3 separate regions of the Mus musculus genome follow, and regions 2 and 3 are each linked to region 1. A link is a contact called in public HiChIP or PLAC-seq and promoter capture Hi-C data. All regions are on one chromosome and are shown on one strand. The core of a region is the stretch at or near the end of the contact, and the rest is flanking DNA. Distances in the headings are between cores, read along the strand shown. Region 1 holds the start of Nemp1 (nuclear envelope integral membrane protein 1). Region 2 holds the start of Rdh9 (retinol dehydrogenase 9). Region 3 holds the start of Rdh16 (retinol dehydrogenase 16).

What was found. HiChIP or PLAC-seq counts read pairs in DNA pulled down with a chosen protein or histone mark. Capture Hi-C pulls out chosen DNA fragments and counts their contacts.
Region 2: an H3K4me3 HiChIP or PLAC-seq map of intestinal crypt epithelium shows a contact between it and region 1, with 6 read pairs. The contact joins the promoter of Rdh9 here to the promoter of Nemp1 in region 1. A contact is called at or near these places in 1 of 15 datasets of contacts at CTCF or cohesin (the NIH/3T3 cell line), 4 of 115 datasets of contacts at active chromatin or transcription factors (embryonic stem cells, intestinal crypt epithelium, intestinal villus epithelium and 1 more) and 1 of 9 other capture datasets (adipose tissue).
Region 3: a contact with region 1 is called in a promoter capture Hi-C map of adipose tissue. The contact joins the promoter of Rdh16 here to the promoter of Nemp1 in region 1. A contact is called at or near these places in 6 of 39 promoter capture datasets (the 3T3-L1 cell line, cranial neural crest, embryonic stem cells and 2 more), 1 of 115 datasets of contacts at active chromatin or transcription factors (pancreatic cancer cells) and 2 of 9 other capture datasets (adipose tissue and pancreatic islet).

The regions. Positions count from the first base shown.
Region 1 is chr10:127,675,702-127,678,810 of GRCm38.p6, forward strand. It overlaps Nemp1 (nuclear envelope integral membrane protein 1), which reads left to right and starts at 1,364. Exons shown (of 9, transcript NM_001113211.1): 1 at 1,364-1,526. The coding sequence starts at 1,397. It overlaps Gm16230 (a long non-coding RNA gene), which reads right to left and starts at 1,058. Exons shown (of 4, transcript XR_872178.1): 1 at 970-1,058.
Region 2 is chr10:127,774,543-127,777,767 of GRCm38.p6, forward strand. It overlaps Rdh9 (retinol dehydrogenase 9), which reads left to right and starts at 1,863. Exons shown (of 4, transcript NM_153133.2): 1 at 1,863-2,255. The coding sequence starts at 1,943.
Region 3 is chr10:127,799,766-127,802,606 of GRCm38.p6, forward strand. Rdh16 (retinol dehydrogenase 16) reads left to right here and starts at 1,388. Exons shown (of 4, transcript NM_009040.3): 1 at 1,388-1,745. The coding sequence starts at 1,433.

The DNA of each region.
Region 1 (3,109 bases), core at 114-2,613:
TCATATGAGTTCTAGGTTTACACAACCGAGCCATCGCAATAAGCCATCTATATGTGTGTATAAATGTGCATATACATGTATACATGTGTCTACACACAAGTGTGTGTATATATATGTGTGTGTGTATGTATGTGTATATATATATGTATATGTATATATATGTGTGTGTGTGTGTGTATATATATGTATGTATATACACACACATACAGGTTCTCACGGTTCAAACTCTATAATCCTGGCTACTCTTCAATTCTCAGCAAGCCTTCATTCTCAACTTCCCAAGTGATGGGATTACAAGCACGCCTTTAATCCCAGCACTTGGGAGGCAGAGGCAGGCAGATTTATGGGTTCAAGGCCATGGTCTACAGAGTGAGTTCCAGGACAGTCAGGGATACACAGAGAAACCCTGTCTCAAAAAACCAAAAAAAAAAAAAAAAAAAAAAAAAAAAGGTGCTTCAATTTTCAATTTCTGTAAGTGCTACACACACAGTGCCTGGACTGCAAGTACTGGGAGGCACCTAAGCCACAGAAAGAACTTAGATTTGAGCTCAGAACCTACTTTGTGTTTTTTCTCTCTCTCTTAGCCTTGGCTTTTTTTTTTTTTTTTCCCAAATGGAGAGGATAAGCTGTCTTAATTATCACTTGTTTCGTTTCAAAACCAGAAATGCTCGGGACTTGTAGTTTATTCCTGTGGCGTTGGTGATTGAAACGAGGGCCTTGTGCACAGTTTAGCTACATCTTCAGTCAAAAAAGGAAACCGAAGCCAAATTAATACTTTTTTTTGGTGTTTTGTTTTCTGTTTGTTTTTTTCTTGCAGTGCTGGGGATCGAAGTCAGAGTTTCTATCTCAGCTCTATCTCTACATTTTCAAACGTTGTTTATGCCTGCAAAACCTTGACAACGCACAATAATCCTGTACTTATTGCTGAAATATTTCAGAACTTTGGAGACAGGCTGGCAATCATTTTACCTTAAAAAACGGTCACGGGAGAACCTTACTCGTGAAGAGTTGCCACTGGCTAGCATGTCATAAAAGGGCCGAGGAAGAAAGGAAAGAAAAACTAGAAGAGACGTTTCGATGGAAACACGCAGTCCAGGAGGCCTCCTCTCATTCTGATTTCCTATTGGGTAAGCTTTCCATCAATCTCATTTGTAAATAAACCGCGGACGGAAGCAGATTGCGGGGAAAGGGCGGGCTCTTCCTGTCGTCACTGCCAGGATTGGCGTTGCTAGGAGGTGTGGCTCCTAGGGGCGCGGGAGGGCGGAGCGCGCGAGGCCCCGCCTGCTCCACGGGTGGGGGTGGGGGCGGGTCTCGCAGCCGATTGGCTGCCGGCGCTGCCCGTTCGGAGACAGTTGCTGAGGAGGGGCACGCGAGGAGGAGGCGGTGTGAGGCATCCATGGCGGGAGGAATCAAAGTGTCGGTGTGGTCGGCGGTTGGTCCAGGGCCCCGGTGCTGGGGGGCCGGGGGCGGCGGCGGCGCCACATGGCTGCTCTTGGTCGTCGCCGGCTGCGTGGTCTGCGGCTCAGGTACCACCCGGGCAGCGGCTGCCCAGGGGTCGGGCGCGAGGGCGTTAAATGTGGAAAAGTGGTTTCTTATCCCGAGGGTGCGGCCCGTTACTCGGAGCAGCTCGGGACGCTGAGTGAGACGCTCCAGGGACGGTCCGCACTGACGGGTCCCGGGCCGCCCTCCGGACAGCTCGGGTCGGGCGGAGGCCTGAGCCTTCCCCAGGAAGGGAGGCCTGGGCTGGTTGACACCCTTTAGGGGGGAAACCACGGAGGGGCTCCGAGGTGCTGCTAGGTCTCTTGAATTTCTGAGTTAAAACGGATTTCTGGGTTTCGCCCTGAAATAGGTCAGGAGAAAGCAAACGCCCCACTCATTCAGTTTACTAAAAACACCCCAGGGATGGATCTGTCTCGGTACAGTGGAATAGAGTTCACCTGAATGTTTTTCAAGACAGGGTCTCTCAGGGTAGCCCCTGGCTGTTCTGGAACTCACACCTTAGACCGGGCCGGCCTGGAGTTGAGAGACCCACCTGCCTCTGCCTCCTGTGTGCTGGGATTAAAGGTGTGTGCCACCACTGGCCTCCTGTTAAGATCCTCCTCCCAAATAGCTCCGGAGAACACACCTGGAGTCATTATACTCCAGTTGCCCAGGAAAGATAAGAGGCCATCCGCTTAAGCGGGACGTAGTTCCTAAGTTTATTCATTCTTTCAAGCACATTCATTTTGTACTTTCTGCTGGACAGTCAACTCCGGACTAGGTAAGAAACTTATTTTGTGATCCCGACCAGAAAAAAAAAAAATTAAAAGTTGATAAGAAATCGTGTTTTCCCTCCCTTGTTAAATAGTGGCCGGGAAAATAAGTGATGTTTGCCAACATCCACTGGAGGGAGTAGCAACTCCAGAGAATAAAGACAGCCAAGGCGTGTAAGCACACATCCACTCTCATACTGCCCCCTTCCGTTCCTGCCTGCCTGTCACTTGCTCTCACTTGTGGCTTTAAGATCAACACCCATAAATATATTGTTCAAGAGGGACTGGAGACTTCTTTTGGGAAGAGAGTATATGTCCAGGAAAGATTCTTTTCCGGATCAGGGCCTAAAAGCCTAGAACAGGATTTGGAAGGACTGTCACCTGAATAAACTGTCAAAATGGGGCCTCGGGGTGTGAGGACATAAGGAGATACTAAGCACAGTCAGCAGTTCCTTTGAGATTTCCTTTACAGGACACTGGGGATTGAAACGGAAAGCAAAAAGCCAGGCATAGTGGCTCAGAACTTTACTCCCAGCACTTGGGAGGCCAAGGGAGACAGATCTCTCCAGTTCGAAGATAGCCTGGTTGGTCTACGTAGTGAGTTCCAGGACAACCGGAGCTACCTACACCTGGAAACAAATAAGCAAATAATAAAATAACTTAAAAAAAAAAAGTGCCGGGCGTGATCGTGCACGCCTTTAATCCCAGCACTTGGGAGGCAGAGGCAGACAAATCTCTGAGTTCAAGGCCAGCCTGGATTACAGAGTGAGTTCCAGGACAGCCAGGGCTACACAGAGAAACCCTGTCTGGAAAAACCAACCAACCAACAACAACAAAAGTAACCTAAAGCACACTTT
Region 2 (3,225 bases), core at 613-3,112, 99 kb after region 1:
GAGCTGGAGAAGTGACTCAAACCTTTGGAGGAACCTAGAAGATGGTGAGTGGATCCCAGACATTGGACAGATGGAGTTTGATTTTGATTTTGACTTTGTGCCCTGATATTTTTCCCTCTTGAAGTAAGAAGGTATTTTAGTGGAGCCCACAGTTAAGAGACTTTGAATTTTTAAAAGACTTTGAATTTTAAAAGATATTGGATATCTTAAAGGAATTGAACATTTAATATGTAAAGACGGTGGGACATTTAAAGTTATTTAGATCTTGGGGATAATTAGGAAAGTAAGGGTTGAGGCTTAATAGTGATGTGTTTGTATGTCAAGTTGGCAAGGGATCAATTGTACTGGCTGGTTTTGTGTGTCAACAAGATAGAGTTATCACAGAGAAAGGAGGTTCGGTTGGGGAAGTGCCCCCATGAGATCCAGCTGTGGGGCATTTTCTCAGTTGGTGATCAGAGGGGAAGGACCCATTGTGGATGGTGCCATCCCTGGTAGTCTAGGGTTCTATGAGAGAGCAAGCTGAGAAAGCCAGGGAAAGCAAGGCAGTAAGAAACATCCGTCCATGGTCTTGGCATCAGCTCCTGCTCCCTTACCTGGTTGAGTTCCAGTCCTGCATCCTTTGGTGATCATCAGCAATGTGGAAAGTGTAAGCTGAATAAACCCTTTCCTCCCCAACTTGCATCCTGGTCATGATGTTTTGTTCAGGAATAGAAACCCTAACTAAGACAGGTGCTAAGAGTCACATAAAGAATGTCCTAGTATCTTCTGCAGGAGAAGGAGGAGGGACAAGATTGCAGCCAGGAGGACAAGGAGTAGCAGCACTACATCATACAGGTCCAGGCACAGTGGAGAAGGAAGAGCAGGGCAAATGCAGAGCAGTCCCAGGGGCAGCTGCCCATTGGAAGGACAGTGGCCCAGCTTCAGATTCACAGTTCAGTCAACACTGATAAAGAAGGCCCAGACCTTAGTGCAGAGCTGTAATCTAACCTGTATTGGGGCACTTCCTGATAGAAACATGGTTCCTGAGAGCACAAGGACAGTCTGAATCCTTACTGGTTGGCACAGAAAGTTGTGGAAGTGCCAGGTAAGGGAATGGTGACATCATTCCTGAAGGACACCAGGCTTATTTTTGAGCTGAAATCAGAGAGTCAGTCAGACATTCCCCAGAGCAGGAGCCGTATGTAAAGCCCTACAAACTACTCTAGAGGTTCTGAGCAAGGCTTGCTGGGAAATTAAGTAAGAAATCCTGACTCAGGTGAGACAGGGGCAGTCATAGAGGTCACAACTCAAGAAAATGTGCTCATGTCTGCTTGAATTCAGGCAGCCAGGAGAAGGGCCACTTGAGAGGGAAAGTCTTTTCCTTCCTCATATCTACTCTGGGAGTCCTGATGTGTTTGGGGTCCCAGCCCCACCACCTAGTGTTCCTTTGAGGTCAGCTTTCCATGTTTGGGGCTGGCCCTTCCTCTACCTTCCCAGGAGCTGCTGTATTAGGAAGGCACCAACTCTCTCTGTCCTCTCCTGTAAGTTGTCCTGAGTCCAAGCATAGGTTACCAATAGTTTCTCATTATGCTCACAATGTCCTGGTTTGTGGTTCCAGAGTGCAAGTTGCAAAGTCTGGAACTGGACCATGGGCTATGTGTAATGACACACACATATATTCCCACGTGAGTCCAGGAAGCAAAGATCATAAGATAATAAATATGTGTCACTGAACATCAGTGATGTTTTCCTTGGCAGTGAGATAGGGAGAGGCAAAGGGCATTATATGTCTTTTGATCAGAACAGGTCAATGACCAGAGACTGAGTCACCAATAGTTATAGGGATGCAGAGGACTTCACATCAGAAGCCTGGAATCGTCAATGCCTACACCTTCCTGTGTGAGCAGAGGCCAGGCTCATTTTGACACCGAGTATCTCTCTCTCTGCTTGGCTTCTACAAACTATGTGGCTCTTTCTAGTGGCACTGGTGGGCCTTTGGACTCTCCTGTGCTTCTTCAGGGAGAGGCAGGTGGTGAGCTATCTCCAAGACAAGTATGTCTTCATCACGGGCTGTGACTCTGGCTTTGGGAACCTGCTGGCCAGACAGCTGGACAGGAGAGGCATGAGAGTGTTGGCTGCATGTCTGACGGAGAAGGGAGCCGAGGAGCTGAGGAACAAGACATCTGACAGGCTGGAGACAGTGATCCTGGATGTCACCAAGACAGAGAGTATTGTGACAGCCACTCAGTGGGTGAAGGAGCGTGTTGGGAACAGAGGTACCACTGAGAGTCCTGTCTGTGCTGTTCGTTTTCTGTCTTTGTGTGAAGGGAAGGCCTGTGTAGTCCTGGAAAGATTCCTGGTGGGAGTCAGGGTGGAGTTGGTGTAACTGCAGATTCTGCCCCTCTCTAGCACATCAGTCTGTCCTCTTACCTCTACACTGAGTCCTCCAAGCTGTGTGTTCTTAGCAAATTGTATCTTATATCTTGGGTATCCTAAGTTTTGGGCTAATATCCACTTATCAGTGAGTACATATTGTGTGAGTTCCTTTGTGATTGGGTTACCTCACTCAGGATGATGCCCTCCAGGTCCATCCATTTGCCTAGGAATTTCATAAATTCATTCTTTTTAATAGCTGAGTAGTACTCCATTGTGTAAATGTACCACATTTTCTGTATCCATTCCTCTGTTGAGGGGCATCTGGGTTCTTTCCAGCTTCTGGCTATTATAAATAAGGCTGCTATGAACATAGTGGAGCATGTGTCCTTCTTACCGGTTGGGACATCTTCTGGATATATGCCCAGGAGAGGTATTGCGGGATCCTCCGGTAGTACTATGTCCAATTTTCTGAGGAACCGCCAGACTGATTTCCAGAGTGGTTGTACAAGCTTGCAATCCCATCAACAATGGAGGAGTGTTCCTCTTTCTCCACATCCTCGCCAGCATCTGCTGTCACCTGAGTTTTTGATCTTAGCCATTCTGACTGGAGTGAAGTGGAATCTCAGGGTTGTTTTGATTTGCATTTCCCTGATGATTAAGGATGTTGAACATTTTTTCAGGTGCTTCTCTGCCATTCGGTATTCCTCAGGTGAGAATTCTTTGTTCAGCTCTTAGCCCCATTTTTTAATGGGGTTATTTGATTTTCTGGAGTCCACCTTCTTGAGTTCTTTATATATATTGGATATTAGTCCCCTATCCAATTTGGGATAGGTAAAGATCCTTTTCCAATCTGTTGGTGGTCTTTTTTGT
Region 3 (2,841 bases), core at 138-2,637, 120 kb after region 1:
ACCTTGATCCAACAAGAGTGTCCATCACTATCAGGGTTGATAAGGAAAGAACTGTAGGAGAGAAGATTGGAAAATGTCCATAGAAGGAGTGCTCTAGTGTACTCACTGTTGAAGCGAGACAAGATCCAAAGCACCAATATCTGCACAAAACTTTGGTCAAGAAAGCCTAGTACTACATTTTACAAGATGCAGTTCAAAGCTAGGATTCTGGGGACATGTGTGCTAATAGCCACATGAAGGATGTCCTATTAGTTTCTGCACAAGCAGGAGCAGAGACAGAAGTGGAGGCAGGATGACAAGTAATATCAGCCATAAGTTAAACAGAATCAGGCGCAGGAGAGAAGGAACAGCAGGGCAAATGCAGAGCAGATGCAGGGGCAGCTGCCTGCTTGGAGGGAGAATGGCCCAGCTCCAGATACACAGATAACCCACTGATAACCAAGGCCCAGACCTTAAGGCAGAACTGTAATAAATCCCTTATTGCACCTCTTCCTGATAGAACCATGGTTCTTGAGAGCACAAGGACAGCTTGATTCCTTACTGGTTGGGACAGAAAGTGGTGGAAGTGCCAGGTAAGGGAACTGTGACATCATTCCTGAAGGAAGGCATCAGGTTTATTTTGAGCTGAAATCTGAGAGTCATTCAGGTATTTCTCAAAACCAGGAGCCATATGCAAAGCTCCACACACTACTCTAGAGGTTCTGTAGAAAATAATCAAGAATTCCTGGCTTTTGTAAGCCAAGGACACAAATGGAGATCACAACTCAAAAAGAATCTGTACTCATATCTGCTTTAAAGCAGGTAGCCAGGAGAAGGGCCACTTGAGATCTAAAGTCATTTCCTTTCCCAATTCAGGTCTGGGAGTCCTGATTTGTCTGGGGTCCCAGTCCCATCACCTTGTATTCCTTTGAGGTCAATTTATCATGTTTCGGGCTGGCCCTTCTATGTTCCATAACTTGCTGTATTAGGAGGGCACCAGCTCTTCCTGTCCTCTCCTGTAAGCTGTCCTAAGTCCAAGTACAGGTTACCAATAGATTTTGATTCTGTTCAAAAGGTCCTGCTTTGTGGTTCCAGAGTGCAATATGCAGAGACACAAGGTGAGTCTGGGACTGGATTGTGGGCCCTGTGTAATGAACCAAACATGTATTCTGACCTGATTCCAGGAAGCAAGGATTATAAGAGAATATATCCGTGTTGTTGAATATCAGAGGTGTTTTTCTTGGCATGGATAAATAAAGTCAAAGAACATTGTATGACTTTTGCCCCAAAGCCTGTTAAAGTCCAGAGTCACGGCGCAGCAAAAATTATAAAAAATGCAGAGGCCTGTACGTCAGCAGGGTGGAGTCCTGGATGTCTACACCTTCCTGTGTGAGCAGAGGCCAGGCTCATTTTGACACAGAGTATCTCTCTCTCTGCTTGACTTCTACAAGCCATGTGGCTCTACCTGGTGGCACTGGTGGGCCTGTGGACGCTTCTGCGCTTCTTCAGGGTGAGGCAGGTGGTGAGCCATCTCCAAGACAAATATGTCTTCATCACGGGCTGTGACTCTGGCTTTGGGACCCTGCTGGCCAGACAGCTGGACAGGAGAGGCATGAGGGTGCTGGCTGCATGTCTGACGGAGAAGGGAGCCGAGGAGCTGAGGAACAAGACATCTGACAGGCTGGAGACAGTGATCCTGGATGTCACCAAGACAGAGAGTATTGTGACAGCCACTCAGTGGGTGAAGGAGCATGTTGGGAACAGAGGTACCAATGAGAGTCCTGTTGGTGCTGTTGGTGTTCTCTATGTGTGTGAAGGGAAGGCCTGTGTAGTCTTGAAACAATTCCTGGTGGGGGTCAGGGTGGAGTTGGTGTAACTGCAGACTCTGCCCCTCTCTAGCACATCAGTATTTCATGTTACTTAGAAACTTAATCCTCTAAGCTGTGTGTTCTTAGCCAACTGGTGCCTTGGGAAGATTTCATTTGCAATTGTTATCTGTCCTCTTTGACTTTGTATGTAGAAAGACAGGATTGTTGGCTGCTGAGTCCTAGGATAGAGACTGTGAGGAGGGAGGAGAGCCCTGGGCTCCTGGGACCTGGTCTCTGTGAAGGTCATGTGCCAGCGTGCACCTGCTCTCCCAGTTCTGGAACATGTTCTCATGCACTACCTGTGCACCATGGCAGGGAGAGCCATAATCATTGCCGTGCTTAAGCCCAAAGTCAAGGAAAACTTAGGACAGAAAAAGGTAGGAAGTGGTCTCTCTTTCACCTAGAAAACACACACACACACACACACACACACACACACACACACACACTAACTTGCTTTTCCATCTGTTTCTCCCTTTTTCTCTCTCCAGCATTTGTTTTAAACAATAAATTTATTTAAAAAATGAAAGGAAAACAGTTATTATTCAAAACTCTAGACATGTCAAACTACAATTAGCATACAATTTGCTATTCAGTGGATACAAAGTAGTTAACCCTTTGACTTGTATGTATAATGTATATGCATTCTTTCCAGTTTAAGAAGGCAAGCAACATTACCACTTAAAGAACATTTTTCAGCAATAATATAGAATGAATTAAAATAACTTGACCCTTATCCACGCCCCACTGCATTTAGCAGGCCTTGGCACTGGGTATTGTTTGTTCCCTTTGTGTTCCTCTGGCTCCTGAGTTTGAGGCAGAGCTCTAGATATGGACCTGGTCACCATCTGATGGACGTTTCTCAGCTCCTTCCTGTTGGCATCAGCAGATGGTGTCACCACACTCAGCTCGTTCCATTGTCCCAAGAACTGTCTTAAGATACTTCTAGTCCATCCCGAGTCCGCAAGCATGTGTATTTTGGGATCCCAGGATC